Linked DNA regions of Gossypium hirsutum: region 2 is linked to region 1. The links are chromatin contacts, called in public Hi-C maps. All regions are on one chromosome and are shown on one strand. The core of a region is the stretch at or near the end of the contact, and the rest is flanking DNA. Distances in the headings are between cores, read along the strand shown. Region 1 holds the start of LOC107933140 (autophagy-related protein 101). Region 2 holds the start of LOC107933183 (serine/threonine-protein kinase SRK2I-like).

Region 1 (3,187 bases), core at 629-3,128:
ACAGTAAATTTTACTATATTCAAGAACAATCCACTGCTGTTTTATCCCTAAAGTGAGTCAGAATATGCAGTCAGACTCCTCCATTAAAATCTTTTAAACATTCGTCGTTAAAATCTTTTAAATATATTTCACTAACTTCTCAGACATGACTCTTTTATGCTCTTTGGTCTTTCCAACTTTATGTTTCACAAGAGATGATTTTGACCAGAAACACCAAAGTTCCGGTAGAAAAGAGCAGAAATAACAAAGCAGCTTTCTACTACAATAATTCATTTTACAAATAACCTGAAAACAGAAGGTATAATGAAGAGAGAGCTGACCTTGGTATGGTAATTTCATATGGAAAATAAATGACACCCTCGGATATGGGGGGCACATGGTCCTTCTTCTCATTAACAAACTTTATTATTTGAAACAGAACCTCTCGAAGAGATGCTTCAACCATTGCTCTACGAGAACTTCTCTCCTCAGTAGCACTCTCTATATTAATGAACATAAACAATCATAACAGGAGGAAGATAGATTTTAAAGAAAGCAAAAGCAATTTACAATTTTTAAAGTTAAGGGCATAAACAAGGTTATACCTCCGGGGTCAACGACCAGTTTGGTATGATGAGATTTGCTTGAATGGTGTTTTGGGTGTTGAGTAACATTCAAATTGATATACCATTGCTCCCAATATAAGCGCTCGGTTTTATTAGTGAACCAAGATGGCTGCTTGCTTTTCACCTCATAAAACGATAAGCATATCTATAGCACAAACACAAGTAAAGAATTCATATTGAAGACAAGATACAAGCTAAAATGTAAAAGGCTACGACCATATATCATGCAAATGCAACATAAGCAAAAATAAAACCTAAACATAAAATAAGATGCAACGGCGACCATATCCGAAACAAAAACCTGAAAACTATAAGCGAATAGACATAACAGACCTGACTTTTCTTATTGGGATGTTTTTCCACCCAACTTATGAAATGATCAATCTTCTCATCTATTTTCTTCTCAAGTTCCACATCCCCACATTGCACCTAATTATTACAAAATACGAATTTGGGAAACATGCAAAACGCCAGAGAAAAATCAGGAAATAAAAGCAGTGATTTCGATTGGAGAAGTAAAAACTGAAGACATGAATGACTTACATAAGTAATTTCAAAAAGCTCCAAATCCACATCTTTGGGCCGAACTAGACCTAATGCTCTATGAAACACTATTGTATGTAAAATGCCTGCCATCATGGATTTAAAAGGGAAAAAGAAAAACTTTTAACAGGTCAAGTTAATCAAATAAAAAAAACTACAAAAAAGAGAGAACGTTTAATAAACGAAATTAATTACTTAAAAAAGGAACAAATATAGAAATTGAAGAGAGGACTTACAGCGCAAAACTTCGCGAATTTCAAAATGCTCCACTTCCTAAATAGGATATTGTTAAATTTAGCGAAAAGTAAAGGAAAATTTCAATCAGAAGAATAAATAGTATGTCTTAATATTTAAGAGTGAAATAAAACAGTAAAAGAGAAAATTTTGATTACCAGTTCTTTGAGTTGGCAGACTTCGCAGTTCATGATAATTGTTTAAAGAGGGAAACCCAGAAGAAACTAAAAGAGAAAAAAAAAGAGATCGAAGAAAATTGGATGGATCAAACCCTAGATTTCAATCGAAACTTGTTTTACTTTTTTGCTTAATCGATCTTTTAATCGGCAGAGTGTGTGCCTTTTACTTTGTTTAGGCTTGGATATATCTGTCTCACTTTTTTTTTTCTTTCTTTAATGGCGTTTGGATAATAAAAATAAGGTGGCTTACATAAGCATGATTAATAACGTGTTAACTCCGGCTATCGCAACGACGTCTTATGCTTTTTCATTTTCCCAGTTCTGATTGTATATTTGTTTATTTCACAATTGAAAAAAGATGGGACTCATTGAGGGGCCGTGCCTAAAGTCCAGAACTGCTAAAGAAGGTCCGATATGGCCCATAGTTTTGGTTGAGTGGTTCATTGGTTTGATTTAAGAAAATTCAATTCAGTTCACAGGTCTGTTTAAGGCCCGCCGGAATGGCAATCCGGTATATACATTCCAAACCCTTTCATCCCAAACTTTCTTGGATATTTTTGTTTTTGATTTCGATCTTGATACCCAAATGTTTTCTTCCCTCCTATAAAATTCATTTTTTTTTAAATATATACTAAAAACTAGGGTAAATTCCATGAATGGTGACCTAATTATGAGAGTGTTTTTAGTTTGGTCACCCAACTATAATTTTTTTTATTTAGTCACTAAAGTTTTCAAAATTAATTTTTTTAATCATCATACCGTTAAGTCGATAATGCAAGTCTAACATCGACTTTTTTATTCACATAATAACAAATTTGACCTTCCAATATTTACACATTTTAGCAATTAGATTTAAAAAATTCTACAAATTTAATTTTAAATATTTACAAAATTTTTCATTTTAATAGGATTCAGAAAAAATTAAAATTTGCACTAATTAAATCAAACTTCCTTGACTAATCGAATTCTTTTTCTACCCAAATCCTTAACCAATTAAAATCCTTCTTTTCCACCAAAATTCCCCCCACCCCGACCATGCCTTGCCCAAGAAAGAAAAAGCCCCCTGTTGCACCCTTCTCACGCCACCATCATCATCCCATCATTGCCTCAAGCGCATTGCCCAACACCGCCACCTTCCTCTCACACAATTCGCCACACTTCTTTTGTTCCATCACCACTTTCCCTTACTATTAAAAACAAACCACCATTGTTGCAATATCAATTCACCACTACCTCATTCTACGTCCCTTGCAGCGCCACCCTGCTCCCTCTAGCCGCTATCATACCTTTCAGCACCATCCCTTTCTATTAACCCTTACTGACCATGTCTTCAACTCTCCCAAGTTACACACAATCTCCTCTCAACCGCCCTTTCGTGTTACACCATTAGCCCAAGTCCTAAACTAGGTCTCCTTAATACATGCATGGATAAGGTGAAAATTTATTAAATTCAATTCATCAAAGCTACCAATTTTTTTAAGTTTGAAAAATCAATTAACTTACGACGCATTTTTATATGAGATCCAAGTATTTTTCTGTCAAGATGTCTTTGATCGATGAAATAACTATTTTTTAGTTTTGAAACGCACTTTGAATCACCTTATTTCAAGTTCAAGAGGTCAAGTT
Region 2 (3,211 bases), core at 545-3,044, 320 kb after region 1:
AGGAGGGGATCATTCATAGGCAGCATTTCTAGCAACTACCATCTTACACATGCTATGAATGGTAAACTAAAGTTTAGATCAACTAACAGGTGAAAAACCATCAATTTGATGTCATTTTCACCCAAACACACAACTAGAACGCCATGACCAGCCCATTGAAAATCTACTACTTAAGTCTTAACCAGGAATTGCCAGTGAATGGTAAACTGACATTCTAAACCAATCTGAACATCTCATAAATATACCTTGCCATCATATTCTTTCCTTAGGAGTACTTCAGGAGCAATGTATGCAGGAGTTCCAACCGTGGATTTTGGTTGCGAATGAAGAACTGAAGACTGAGAAGAAGAACAAAAATCAAACACATAAACATGAAAATGATCTTCAATAACCATAAAGATAATCAGAAAAAAAAAAGAAAAAAAAAGGAAATAATTCTTAACAAATAACAAGCTATTCCATCAAATATAATAAGTGGTACCATTTCCAGGACAGAATCAAATGAGCTCAACATTTTTTTTAAAACAATGAATCCATGACACAATATAGAATAAATACCACATCACCAAAGATAGTTCATAAAGTACCATATTATACAAAGTATAAGCGTAACCTCATCGAATGATAAGATAACAACAAAGGACTATACCTTCGAGTACCCAAAATCACATATCTTAAGCCGAGGAGCTGGACTTCCATCTAGCAAAGTGTTTTCCAACTTTAAATCACGGTGGCATACTTGCTTCACCAAGTAAAACAAACCAAAAACAAAATAACCTATCAGGTTACACGTAATACAATTCAAGGCATAGACAAATGGATAAATTCTAACTACCATCGCATGGCAATAACTAACGCCGGATATAAGCTGTTGGAAGAAGAACCGAGCCTGCACCAAAATAACGGATATATACAAGTTAAAGACAAAACAAAAGGGGGACATAAAATTGAATGCAAAATATAATAAAATAAACCTCGTCCTCATTGAACCGACCCGCAGCACAAATCCGCTCGAAAAGCTCTCCTCCGGAGGCATACTCCATTACAATGGCAAGATGAGTAGGTGTTAAAATAACCTAAAGTATCAATGTCTTATAGTTAGTTCATCAAACACTACCTTAATTTTTACAAAAAAAATATTATAAATAACAGTAAACTGAATCAAGAACTAACGTTACCTCTTTAAATCTAACAATATTCGGATGCCTCAATGATCTATGATTAATAATTTCTCTTTGAACATTTTCATCTATCTGTAAAACGACAAGGTAGCACAAAATTAATGCCAAAATTACAAATTAAAAGGAAAAAAAAAGAAGAAGAAGTTAGTGAAGTAGTTGAGCTTTGAGAAAACAGAAAAGTCGGTATCTTCTTTTATTTTTTGGATTGATAATTAATTATTATACTACCAAATAAAACATTTCCGAAATTAATAAAATTAATATAACTCCCGACAATAAATTGCAACAAGTTAGGAACAAAAAAGAAGAAGAGAGAAAACATTATCTTCAATAAATATCGTAATAATCGAAATGAGCATATTTCCATAAATAGACCAAAAGCACAGAGAAAAAGGAAAAGGAAAGAGATCATTGTTTTTTGAAATAAGAAGCTAAACCTTACGGCCTCTTTCGATGTACTTGACAGCGACGAGCTCCTTGGTAACCTTATCTGTCATAAGTCGGGCAACTCCGAAATTACCCGATCCGATATCTCTAACGAAATCGTAACGGTCACCGTCGTGCATAATCGGCATATCCATAGCCGGTCCGACCGTCAAGTCTGCTCGATCCATTTTTGTCTCTCTTTTTTTCAGTTTCCGATTCTACCCCCTTCAAAGAAAGAAGAACTCAGGACCACATCACCGGACTCAGTGGCTTCTTGGACGAATCACTGAGTTAAACGAGTCCGTTAATAATAACAACAACAAGAAGAAGAAGGGAAGGAAAGGTTATTAGTTGATTGGAGATTGATAAGAGTGGTTCATGGAGGAGCGGAGCTTTTGGGGAAGAGGAAGGGGGGATAATGCCAAGGAAATATCTGGTAGAAGCAGAGGAGGATAAGAGGAGTACGGCGTCGTTTGGAGGTTGTTGCGTAGTGGGTAACCAATAGAATTGGCTTCTTTTTATGGTTGTCTTATTATTTGTGGATTAGTTTTTATTATTGTTTTCTTATATATTCAGAAATTGTCGAATAAGAAAATAGAATGACTTAAATGTCCTTTATTTGGATAATATTTTAAAGCAGAGTGAGTCACGTGATTTTGCAAAATGCTAAGACAATTTTTATTCGGTATTATGCTGTCTTTTATCTGTAAAAACTGATCGGACGGTTTTGGCTTTATTATTGTCCAAATTAACACGCAACCATCTCATTTGTTTAAAATAGATTTTAATTTTTTTAAAAAAATACCATCTATAATAATATTGAAATTAGATTGCGTTTTTAATTGATGAAATTGAAAAGCATGTGAGAGCATGAGAGTTAGCGTGCAGAGCACGCATAGGATAATTCCCTGAAAAGGATGTTTTGGTAAAATCAGGTGGAATAGATTGTCCCCATTCGTGGGCAAAACGGCCTTGGGAACAAAGGAAAGTTTCTGACTTCCAAGCAGTATTTTTCCAAGTAAAGAAAACTGGCATATGATAAGAATAGATTCCATGAGCACAATGAATAACTATGTCAAACACACTTATAATCTATAATTTATCAAACTCTCCATTATATTATTAAATTATCAAACTCTCCATTATATTATTAAATTCCCAATTAAAATTAAAAATATTTTATGAAAGTAGATTTATTCCTCATATATTTGAATTAAATTTAAATTTTAGAGTCAATATTCTTTAAATGATTTTTTTAAATATTTCTTCCGCTTGAACACGATTTAATTTAAACTGTAAAATAAAATAGACTTTGTATTCATATTAATTTATACTTATTATTTCATATTAATTATTACTTAATTAACTTTACAATTGTATACCTATTATTTTATATTAATTATTATTTAATTAATTTTATAATTGTATATTAATTAAAATTGAGATTTAACACTTCAACTAGATACATTGGTATGAAAATAATTCTAGTAATAATGAACAAGTTCACACAAAAGAAAAAAAAAACCTTCTATTTTTATTATTTGATAGTTAAAACCACTTACTTTGCACAATTGTGAATATTTTCACTTTTCTTGAAATATTAT

What was found. A called contact is a pair of places that touch in the nucleus more often than the background predicts.
Region 2: a Hi-C map of leaf shows a contact between it and region 1, with 3 times the contacts expected there. The contact joins the promoter of LOC107933183 here to the promoter of LOC107933140 in region 1. A contact is called at or near these places in 5 of 34 Hi-C or Micro-C datasets (callus, hypocotyl and leaf).

The regions. Positions count from the first base shown.
Region 1 is chrA12:18,289,051-18,292,237 of Gossypium_hirsutum_v2.1, forward strand. LOC107933140 (autophagy-related protein 101) reads right to left here and starts at 1,879. Exons shown (of 7, transcript XM_016865300.2): 1 at 1,541-1,879; 2 at 1,385-1,421; 3 at 1,149-1,234; 4 at 939-1,034; 5 at 585-750; 6 at 321-480. The coding sequence starts at 1,573.
Region 2 is chrA12:18,605,531-18,608,741 of Gossypium_hirsutum_v2.1, forward strand. LOC107933183 (serine/threonine-protein kinase SRK2I-like) reads right to left here and starts at 1,795. Exons shown (of 9, transcript NM_001327364.1): 1 at 1,619-1,795; 2 at 1,179-1,253; 3 at 975-1,076; 4 at 836-889; 5 at 650-742; 6 at 246-338. The coding sequence starts at 1,795.